2 separate regions of the Rattus norvegicus genome follow, and region 1 is linked to region 2. A link is a contact called in public Hi-C data. All regions are on one chromosome and are shown on one strand. The core of a region is the stretch at or near the end of the contact, and the rest is flanking DNA. Distances in the headings are between cores, read along the strand shown. Region 1 has its middle 19 kb from the start of Rps26. Region 2 holds the start of Zc3h10 (zinc finger CCCH type containing 10).

What was found. Hi-C and Micro-C count contacts between places; a contact is called where the count stands out from the background.
Region 1: a contact with region 2 is called in a Hi-C map of Schwann cells, with 4 times the contacts expected there. The contact joins the enhancer-like site here to the promoter of Zc3h10 in region 2. A contact is called at or near these places in 3 of 12 Hi-C or Micro-C datasets (the Rat2 cell line, Schwann cells and liver).

Annotation. Positions count from the first base shown.
Region 1 is chr7:1,621,473-1,627,264 of GRCr8, reverse strand. No RefSeq gene overlaps it. Among named protein-coding and RNA genes, the nearest start is that of Rps26, 19 kb to the left of the region's middle. Within about 2 kb of position 1,809, at least 2 of the 93 cell types and tissues checked have an H3K27ac peak or open chromatin away from gene starts, as enhancers often do. A contact at or near this core is called in Schwann cells, where this site is marked.
Region 2 is chr7:1,559,462-1,565,043 of GRCr8, reverse strand. Zc3h10 (zinc finger CCCH type containing 10) reads left to right here and starts at 3,003. Exons shown (of 3, transcript NM_001191090.1): 1 at 3,003-3,046; 2 at 3,837-3,900; 3 at 5,123-5,582. The coding sequence starts at 5,175. Rpl41 (ribosomal protein L41) reads left to right here and starts at 1,547. Exons shown (of 4, transcript NM_139083.2): 1 at 1,547-1,620; 2 at 1,735-1,759; 3 at 2,063-2,085; 4 at 2,304-2,627. The coding sequence starts at 1,748. The coding sequence ends at 2,346.

The sequences.
Region 1 (5,792 bases), core at 560-3,059, 63 kb before region 2:
GCCACATTCTCTTGGTTCCTAGCCCATGGAGGCTCTCCTTCCCCTCCTATACATTCTTTGAATATCCCATGGTGGTTCCTTCCCCTTTGTGCTCTCTCTTGCAAGCCTGCAAAATCTATGTCTCTTTTGCCCAGCATCTTTTTTTTTTCTTTTTTCTTTTTTTTCAGAGCTGGGGACCGAACCCAGGGCCTTGCGCTTGCTAGGCAAGCGCTCTACCACTGAGCTAAATCCCCAACCCCGCCCAGCATCTTTTTAAAAGATATTTTTAATAATTTTTATTTATATGAGTACACTGCAGCTGTCCTCAGACACACCAGAAGAGGACATCAGATCCCATTACAGATGGTTGTGAGCCACCATGTGGTTGCTGGGGTTTGAATTCAAGACTTCTGGAAGAGCAGTCAGCGCTCTTAACCGCTGAGCCGTCTCTCCAGCTCCTGGCTGTCAACATCTTTATTCACTGATCAGAGTTAACTTGGTGACAGGGTCCCAAGGGCTGTGTACAGACTCTAGATCTTGGGGGCTGCACTTAACACTACAATAGACAGTAAAACCAAGAGCCTCAGCGCCGATCGCAGAGTCTCAAGGTTTCTTCTGGATGTGCTGCTGCTGTTTCCTGGTTGGTGCCTTACTGGTGGATTGGACTGCTGCTGCAGCAAATTGGAATCACTCCAAAGAACCACTTCTAACCAGGTCTACATCCCCCTTGTCCTATCAACCATCTTCCTCCCCTGCCTTTGGTCAGTGGGCTATAAAGGAGGTTGAAGCGTTTAAGGACCCTTACTAAAGTAGGTTGGGAATAATATAAGCCTACAATAGCACGTTCAAAGCCAGTAAGAATGGATCATAAGCCAAGAGCTGGGGTGTGTTAGTGGTGGGGCACTTGCCTAGTGTGTACGAGGCTTTGTCCAAAGCACTGTTTTTTAAAAAGCACATAAATAACCTCCTCAGTGGATTGCCACAGCTTTTTATTATCGATCTGTAAGATGAGATCGCATGTGGCTCAGAACGGTCTCAACCTGTGCAGCAGAGATGACCCCAACTCCCCATCCCTGCTTCCACTTACCACGTGCTGGACTTACAGGTACGTGTCACTCTCTGTGTCTTGAGGATCGCTCTGTAGAGCCCTGGCTGCCTGGAACTTCATATGTAGATCCTGCCTCTGCCTCCTGAGGGCTAAGATTTAAAGGTATGTGCCACCATGCCTGGTTTTTCCTTTTTCTCTTACTATCCCAGGTCAGGGTAGATGGAGAGGAAAGACCAGATGGAGGGAGGACTGGTGAGAGGTGATCTGACCAAGAATCGGGTTTGGTGGCTCACACCTGTGACCTAGTACTTGGAAGGCTGAGGCACGTTGAGGCCAGATTGGGCTACATACCAACTACTATTGGCCAGCCAAGGCAACACAGCAAAACCCCGTTTCAATAAACAAACAAAAGACACTCAGGAACCAGGTGGGGTGGCCCGAAACTTTAATTTTAACACACCAGAGTCAGAGGCAGAAGGGTTGCTTCAAGTCTGAAGCAAGTCTAAGTCTCACGCTGGCTTGGGACTTTCTATGAGTTAACACACTGGCCGAAATCTCATGAACTCTTCCTGCCTCTGCTTCCTGAGTGCTGGGAGTTCACGTGGTTATCACCAGGGGTGGCTAAACCTGAGCTTCTCGTGGTGACTAGCCAAAGATGAGGGCCAGTGAGAGTTGCTCTGGTGGGTGTTCCTTTTCTCTGGCCTGAACCTAGCTGCTCCAGTGTCACACTAGAGCTCCTCTGGCTCGTTAAAAATGATGCGGCATGGATGTCAGTGCATTAGGCAGACGGTAGGGGGCGACATGGTGCAGCAGTTAAGAGCCTGTTTTAGAAGACTAACTTGAGTTTCAATTTTTCCCCCGCATTATTCTGTTCATTTGCAATTATACGCGAATGTACTCTTTCCAAACCTCAGGAACTTCATTTAAACGGTAAGCTGAGGAGAGAGCTCAGCACGTAAATGATGCTTGACACCAAGCCTGACAACCTGAGTCTCTCCCTGGTCCCACAGGGTGGAAAAGGAGAGAAATAATTGTGAGAGGCAGGAGCCCAAGTCATGGCTCTTACTCTTCTCTTGCCCTTGCTCTTACTCTTACTCTGCTCTCTTGCTCTCTCCTCTTTGTCCCTAATCTCCCCATCCCCCCCTCCCTCCACGTGCTCATGGCTGGCCTTTATCTATCCCCCTTTCTACTCTTCTTCTCTCATTAAACCTTTACATGTGAAAAATATATATATATATTCATGTTTTTGAGATCAGCAGGGTAATTCATGCTTACATTTTGTTTTACGATAAAAATATTTTAGAATATTTATTTTTATTATTTATATATATTCGTGGAGGTGGGGGTAGCTAGGTGCCTCCAGAGACTACTGGAACTGGAGTCACGGGTGTTTGCAAGCTGTCTGGTACGGGTGCTGAGAACCAAATCTGGGTCCTCCAGAAGAGCTGCATGAGCTCTTAATTACCGAGGTATCTTTCCAGCTCCGAAAACAAATTTGTTTTTATTTATTTTCATGTATTTTTGCTGGTTTTTTTGAAAATCGATTTTTTTCATGCAATATATTTTGATTACACTGTTGCTTCCCCAACTCTTTCCAGATCCCACCCACCACCCAAAACACCACACCCTTTCTTTTCTCTCTCATAAAAAACAAACAAACAGGGGTTGGGGATTTAGCTCAGTGGTAGAGCGCTTGCCTAGGAAGCGCAAGGCCCTGGGTTCGGTCCCCAGCTCCAAAAAAAAAAGAACCAAAAAAAAAAAAAACAAACAAACAAACAAAAACAAAAAAAAATTGGCATCAGGGCTGGAGAGATGGTTTGTCTGTTAAGAGCTTTGACTGCTCTTCCAGAGGTCCTGAGTTCAAATCTCAACAACCACATGGTCGCTCACATCCATCCGATGCATTCTTCTGGTGTGTCTGAAGGCAGCAGCAGTGTACTCATATAAATAAAAATAAATAAATCTGGGGGGCTGGAGAGATGGCTCAGCGGTTAAGAACACCTGACTGCTCTTCCAGATGGTCCTGAGTTCAATTCCCAGCAACCACACAGTGGCTCACAACCATCTGTAAAGAGATCCGATGCCCTCTTCTGGTGTGTCTGAAGACAGCTACTTATATATAATTAATGAATAAATCTTTAAAAATAAATAAATAAACAAATCTTTTTTTTTCTTTTCTTTTCTTTTTTTTTTTTTCAGAGCTGGGGACCAAACCCAGGGCCTTGCCCTTGCTAGGCAAGCGCTCTACCACTGAGCTAAATCCCCAACCCCACAAATCTTTATAGAAAAAAGTAGGCATCAAAAACAATGATGATGATAATAAAATAAAACAAACAGGAAAAAAAGAGCCAAAGGAAAAAGCATGAAAAAACATAGAGATACAGACACACACAGATATCCTATTAAAATACAAAAATAGGGGGGTTGGGGATTTAGCTCAGCGGTAGAGCGCTTGCCTAGCAAGCGCAAGGCCCTGGGTTCGGTCCCCAGCTCCGAAAAAAGAAAAAAAAATACAAAAATAGAAGCCATCGTATAGAAAAAAAAAATACAAAAATAGAAGCCATCGTATAGAAAAAAAAATACAAAAATAGAAGCCATCGTATAGAAAAAAAAATACAAAAATAGAAGCCATCGTATAGAAAAAAAAATACAAAAATAGAAGCCATCGTATATAAGTAAAGGACCAGTACACATTTTTTTTGTTTTTTTATTTCATGCCCAAACAAAGCACTATGAAACAAGTCTCCAGTGAGACTTTAAACATTTTTTTTTTTTTTAATTCGGAGCTGGGGATTGAACCCAGGGCCTTGCGCTTGCTAGGCAAGCGCTCTACCACTGAGCTAAATCCCCAACCCCTCCAGTGAGACTTTGTTGGAGAAAACTAATTTTTCCTTTGTGAGCAGTTATTAATTGGAGATAGCTTCCGGGTTAGGTATGGAGGGGTGTGTGTCTACTTCCCCTCTAGGCACAGGGATCCCCTGGTTTAGATCTGTGAGACCCTGTGCCTGCTGCTTCAGGTCCTGTGAGTGCCTCCGTGTGTCAGTCCCCTGACCTTTCTGCCTCCTCTTCAGCAGGGTTCCCGGAGCCCCGAGGGGAGGGACTTGGCGGAGACATCCTCTTTAGGAGTGAGTGTTCGTCCAGGGTCTGTCCCTCTCTGCGCATTGTCTGGCTGTGCAGCTCTGTGTCCGATCCCATCTGCTTCTCTGATGACGTCTGGCGAGGCTCAGATCAACGAGCGAGTGTAGTAGAACGTGTTAGGAATCACGTTGTTGCTGCACTCTTCAGTAGAACAGCACCGTTTGGTTTCCTCCTCGGTCTATGGCTATCCAGTCTCAGGCTCTTGGCCATCAGAGCGGTGTCAGGCATGTATTACATCTTATGGAGAGGGCTTCACGTCCAATCAGGTGGTGGTTGGTTCCTCGCACAACTCTTGGTCATTGTTTTGCCAATGTGTCTTATGTTAGAGCTTTCTCTCCACCTTTATTTAAGAAGGCTCTACTGTATTAGGTTTCCAAGCGTCCCTCAAATGGCTCTTGCTTTTGGCTGTCTCTACCCATAGTCCCTCTTAACCCCTTCCCTACCTCTCCCTGTTTGATTTTCCTGTTCCAGCCTCCAACCCCACCCATCCATAATGCTCTTTTCTATCCCCTCTTCCTAGGGAGGTCCTCCTTCCCATTCTCTGAGACGATGTCTCACTATTGACTCTGGCTGTCCTATAACTTGCTGTGTACGCCACACTGTCCCCATACCTGAGATCTGCCTGCCTCTGCCTCTGAGTGCTGGGATTAAAGCTGTGAGCCACCACTGCCCCACATCCTGGTAATTCTATACAAAGTCGTTTGAGTGTGCTTTTTTGAAATATATTCTCTTAAGTAATATTAATATGCCATTTTTATATATTATAAATATTAATTTAAAAAGTTATGTGCTTTATATATTTTTAAAATATTTAATTAAGGGGTTGGGGATTTAGCTCAGTGGTAGAGCGCTTGCCTAGCAAGCGCAAGGCCCTGGGTTCGGTCCCCAGCTCCAAAAAAAGAAAAAAAAAAAAGATGCCAGGGGTTCCAGAGTCAATCCTGTGCAAACTCTTCCCTCTGGGTGGCAGGACACACCGGGAAGACACACTGAAAGCTGGGGAAGAAGTCACTGCCAGTGCCACTCCCCGATTTGAAGAGTTATGTGCGAGTTTGTAATAATGGAAGGAAACAGAACCAGAGACTGTCTCTGAATGGGCTCTTGTTTGGCCTTGGTACCAAATGTTAGAGAATAAAGCACTTTTTATCCCCAAATAACAGCACTTGCCATTATTACTAGAGACTTCATGCAAACCCTCTTAGCTGTTGAGCCGTCCCTCCGATCCCAAATGTGTTAAGTTTAGTTTTCAGAATAGACTTGGGCTGGCAAGATGGTTCAGAAAGTAAACCACACAGGCCTGGGACCTGAGTCCAGTGCTTAGGGCTCATGTAAAAGGAGACAAAAGGAGACTTTCAAAGCTATCACATTGTCTTTGAGCCTCCTACTTGTGTAGTGGCATGCCCCAGCCTCCTCTCTCAGAGAGAGAGAGAGAGAGAGAGAGAGAGAGAGAGCAATGACAATAATAAAAGTCCTGAAAGGATCTGGGGGAGATGGGTCAGTGAACAAAGTGCTTGCAACAGAATCTCCAGGATCACGTAAACGCACAGTGTGCATGGTGGCTCACCTGTATTTCCAGCTCTCTTGAGAGGCAGAGATAGGGGACCCCGAAAAGCAAGAAGTCTAGCCGGAC
Region 2 (5,582 bases), core at 1,754-4,253:
CAGCCTTGTGCACTGAGCAACTACTGGATTTTTGGACTCTATGTTCATAGCCAGCCATCTTGTAATTCATTCATTTTAATACCCTTTCTCTATAGATTTATATCTAGATCTATAAATTCTATAAATCTATAAATTCTGCTGAGGTTGAGAACCCTGACTAAAACACTACTATAAAAGAGGACTTGGCTTCTTAACTAAACCCCTGAGACCCTCTCAAAACAAAGGGGCAGTAAGTGACAGGTATAGTCATTCCCAGAACCCAAGTCGGGCAGGTCATAACAGCTTGAGAAAGAGTCTCAAGGGATCCAATGTCCTCTTCTGGCTTCAGCTGGTATCTGCATGCCCTTACCTCCATACCAACATACAGACACAATTATGATTATGTCTTTTTACAAAAAGCATACTACAGTATGCTTTCTCTGCTTGCCAATCTTACAGCCTCCAGTTTGCAAATTTTTGGGTTTTTTTCGAAACAGGATTTCTCTGTGTAGCCCTGGCTGTCCTAGAACTCACTAACTCAGGATGTAGACCACGGTGGCCTTGAACTCAGAAATCCTCCTGCCTCTGCCTCAGGGAAAAAGCGTGCACCACCACCTCCTGGCTCTAAAATCTTTTTTTTTTTTCTTTTCTATTTTTCGGAGCTGGGGACCGAACCCAGGGCCTTGCGCTTGGTAGGCAAGCGCTCTATCACTGAGCTAAATCCCCAACCCCCTGGCTTTAAAATCTTAACTCTTTTAGAAATTCTGATATGGGGCTGGAGAGATGGCTCAACGGGTAAGAGAACTGACTGTTTTTCCAGAGGTCCTGAATTCAAATCCCAGCAACCACATGGTGGCTCACAACCATCTTAAAAAAAAAAAAAAAAAAAATAAGGGTTGGGGATTTAGCTCAGCGGTAGAGCGCTTGCCTAGCAAACGTGAGGCCCCAAAGTCTTTTAAAAAAATTCTGATGTTGACACACAGTTTAACTGGGGGATGGCAGAGGGATCAAATAGAAGATAATTAGTAATATTTTTGTGGGGTTGGGGATTTAGCTCAGTGGTAGAGCACTTGCCTAGCAAGCTCAAGGCCCTGGGTTCGGTCCCCAGCTCCGGAAAAAAAAAAAAAAAAGACCAAAAGTAATATTTTTGTTTATTTACTTTAGGCAGGGTCTCATTATGTAGATCGGATTCACAGAGCTCCGCCTGCCTTTGCGTCTACCTCCCAGCAGATGGTAATAAAGGCGTGCACCACCAAGTCAGGGCAAAACTAGTAATTTTTACTACAAGCCACACCTATCAGTAGTAAGTAGAGATATTTACCAAAAAACTACAATTCCCATGAAGCAACGAGAAGACGGAGGTTATTTTTTTTCCGCCTACTTTTTCTCAGTCCCATACTGGAAACAGGTGCTCGCGCTGAAATAATACAATATCCTTAATATAGAAGGAAAGGTGGGGCTTGGTAACGCGCACTCAAAACATTTTCCTCTAGTAAGGCAACCGGAAGTCACTTACTGTCTCGAGCAGCCCCTCCCTAAGGGAAACAGAAGGGGCGGCTCGGAAGTGACGACACCAAGCACGCCATTAAATAGCAGTAGGCCGGACTCCCCGCTCTCTCGGTCTTAGCGCCATCTTCCTTGGTGAGTTACCGTGTTAGCTGTTGTTTCGACTTCGAGTACAATCCATTAACATCCGACCTCCACATTTACTCTCATCACAGCAGACTAACGGCAATTTCTTCCCTTTCTTTCTAGAGACTCCTGCGCCATGAGAGCGAAGGTGAGCGGTTCATAAGTGGTGAGCTTGGGCGGTAGGAAGGAATTGTGAGGCGGAAAATCAGGCAGTGAATCTCCGCCATGGTTCTTCATCGGGTTTGCAAACGGTTTGCTTCGGGTTTTCACAGAGCCGAGTACAGGCTTAAGTCGTAGCTGGAGGAAGGTGGGAAAACAAGATTCGGATCTAAAATTGAGCCAGTGCCGCACCAACTCTTGATTCTTTGTCAAACCTGTTTTCTGAGTAATGTTCTTACCCGGGCCTACTGCTAACATTCTTTTTTGTCTTCTCACATGATCGGGCTTTTAGTGGCGGAAGAAGAGAATGCGCAGGTACGTTAATTTTTTGACTTAACATTGGGGCAAAGGGGCAAAGCTTGGGGTGGGATGTTTAGAAGAAACTTAATGTGAAAATGTTTGGCGTGGAGGGACGTTTAAGCACGGTTCATCGGAGCTGGTGTTGTTTAATTTCATCGTATTTTGTACGAAGTGCAGATGGTAAATGTGGGAAGGGGAAAAAATTAACTCGGTTTGTGTGCCTGCCTTTCCAGGCTGAAGCGCAAGAGAAGAAAGATGAGGCAGAGGTCCAAGTAAACCATCTTGTGCACCCACGAAGCCTGCGGGAGCAGAAGTAAGGGATGCTGAAGCCCGGAACAAGTGGTTGGACTGTATGCTGCTGTCGGTAATAAGTCTCAGTAGACCCGGAATGTCACCTCGCCGAGATCAGCTGGGAAAATGACTACCTTCCTCACAACCAAAACAGTCCCGCTGGCCCTCTGCCCTGGACCTTTGGCATTCTGGACTAGTTCTGTTCTCTTGTGGCCAAGTGTAACTCGTGTACAATAAACCCTCTTGCTGTCAGCTGAAGAATCAAATCGCTGTTACGTGTTTTTTGCGGCTCCTTTGGGTGGGGAGTTGTGTAGTCCAGTGTAGGCAACAAGAGCCCGGGTGTTTGCGATCTGGCTGGAGCCAGTTGATTTAGTGTGCGCCTGAGTTTAAGTTAGAGTTCGTGCATTCGCAGTGCCACTTCTATGTTTTGGGGGGCCCCTGCGTAGAAGTTGACGCTGTGCGAGTTCCGGGTGCGGAGGAGTCGTGTTACCATGGTGACGCGCAAGGCTTGCTGGGAGCTTCCTGCGGTTAAGAGCACGCAATGGGACCATAGAGTGTGTTTCCGGGTCTGGTGGCTAGAGCGTCCCTTTCTTCCGCAGGAAGCGGAAGAGCCGTAGGGTGGGCGGCTCTTTGTCGAAGCTAGAGGACCGGCAGGCGGCAGCAGCAACTACGGCGGCGGCGGCAGGTGAGGGAGGCGGGAGACTTAGGTGGAGGCCGCGCCCGGAGGGGAGGAGTCGGGGATGGCCCATCGGCTGGGCTCTGCCGGGCCCCACGAGCCTCCTCCAACAACCCCCCCCCCCCGAACCGACCTGGCTTGGCTTTTCCTGGTTACCCAGAACAGAGCCCTTTTTCTGATTGACCTCGCTTCCCGAGCAAACGCCAGCTCCGTGACGTCACAGCCCTGCCCATCCCCTCAGCTTGATGTCACCCTTAGCCCCCCTCCCCTTTCACTTCGCTTCCTTAGTGTCCTAGTCACCTGGTCCCCGGCTCAGTGCTGGCGCCGCATCACGGAGCCGGCCAAGCCAGAAGACTTCCAGGGGAACTCGTAGGACTTTTCGTGAACTCTAGGGTGTTGGGGACCGTCGTAATCACCGCCCCCAAGTCTTAGATCGCCTTCCCACTGACAGTAGTCAGTTGTTGCCCTTGTCCAGCTTTCAGGTTTGGCGTTCCGAAATCCAACCTTCTGAACCCCATATCCTTCTCATCTTGAGGTAAAGCTCCCCGAACCCTTCTGCCACCAGAAACTATTTTGTTTTTCAGTTCAGCTTCCCAATCTTTATTGGTCGGTCCTAGCCCTATCTTTATTAGGGACTTCTCCCTATGATAGGTGACTGGCACTTTGAACTCTTAAGGGAGCCTAAAAGCCACTTTTTATTAGAATTCATTTCAGTGTATGAAAACCACCTCGTAGCCCTTTCACGTTGTTTTCCTTGTTCTACTCAAATCTCCAGGTTTTTTGTTTCTTTCTTGTTCAGAACCCAGCAGTGATGTGGAGGTGGAGACTCACGGGAGCCCCGGACTTCACCTGAGCTACCTCAGGTATTAATTCTGGGATAATGGGGTGAGGAAGATTATCATATCCAGTTACCTGCTTCTGGTGGGACTTGAAATATAGGTGAGGCTCTGGAGGTATTTAGTCTTCACCCGGTCGTCATTTTTCTTTCAGTAAGGGCTTGTTTTTAACCACTTGTTTCTTTTACTCTGGGTCTGCTCTTCCCATCTTGCATATTCTTGTGTATCTCTGGCTTCTAATCTTGTTAGTTATTTTAGGGAAATCTAAAGGCAAAGTCAAGGAAACGGGTGTGAATGGGATAGGTCAAAGAAATCAAGAAAGGTACCTTTATTCCCAAACGGAAACTATGAACCTCTCCTATTTGACCTGTAGGGGGAGCCTGAGTATTTAGGGAACATTTAGAAGATTAGACACGTGTTAGCAGGGACTCCCAGTCTTACTTAGGGGTAGAGAGAAGGGAGGGCTAGAATTAGGGCAGTGGATCTACATTCCAGACCTCTCTTGAGAAACAGGAGACTTAAAAAGCTTTTATAGAGTCTATAAATAAAGAGGATTTGTATGGGGTAAGGAGTGCTATGGTTTGATATTAGTCGGAGTGCAGTGGGGTGGAGAATGGGGAAAGAAAGGTCACCGTTCCTGTGAAATTAACCCCTTCCCACCTTGAGCATCCCACAGTTTGTCCTAGGATCTAGAAGTAGAAAGTTCAGGTCAGAGCTTCTTCCCCGAAATGAGGGTGTTTGTGTGTGGAACAGACTGGGAGATGAACAGGTTTAAGGATGACCCTGTAACTAGTGACACCAGTCTTTTTACCAAGGGTTTCTACAATTCATGGAGACTTGCTGAGTTCACATTGAAGAGGGATTAAGGGAAGTTCTGTTTCTGGTGTCCCTTCATCCACGAGTTCTCAGAGCAAAATAGCCCAGTGTTCACACACCAACACCTGCTTTAGTTTCTCTCCCACGACTTAGAAGAGAGAAGGTAAAACCTCACACTGCCCCCCTCCCCCTCCCCGGCTCATGTTAGTAAGAGAAGTGGCTTCAGCCCAGCTCTCTCCCTCTTCTGTTAGCCAGGCAAGTGTGAATCACTCCAAATGAGACCAGGTGCACAAGGGCCTAGGCGGGGCTCTGGCAAGGCAGCTGGGCCGGCTGGGCTTCTCCTTGGGCTCTCCATCTCCAGAGCCACTGCCCCAGAGGACTGGGGGCTTCTGGAGGACCTGTTTGACACCGTTCTCTCTCTCTTTTTTAACAGTCACCAAGAGTGGCGAGAGAAGAAACAAGACCCTGAGCTGGGGGGAACCAGGATGCCTGACCGGGACAGCTATGCCAACGGCACTGGGAGCAGCGGTGCAGGCCCTGGAGGTGGTAGCAGTGAGGAGGCCAGTGGAGCAGGGACAGGCAGTGGGGGGGCCACCTCAGATGCCATCTGTAGAGACTTCCTGAGGAATGTCTGCAAGCGAGGCAAGCGTTGTCGATACCGCCACCCAGACATGAGTGAGGTATCCAATTTGGGGGTAAGCAAAAACGAATTTATCTTCTGCCATGACTTCCAAAACAAGGAGTGTAGCCGTCCCAACTGCCGCTTCATCCATGGCTCCAAGGAGGATGAGGATGGCTATAAGAAAACAGGAGAGCTGCCTCCTCGGCTGAGGCAGAAAGTGGCAGCTGGGCTGGGTCTCTCACCTGCTGACCTACCCAATGGTAAGGAGGAG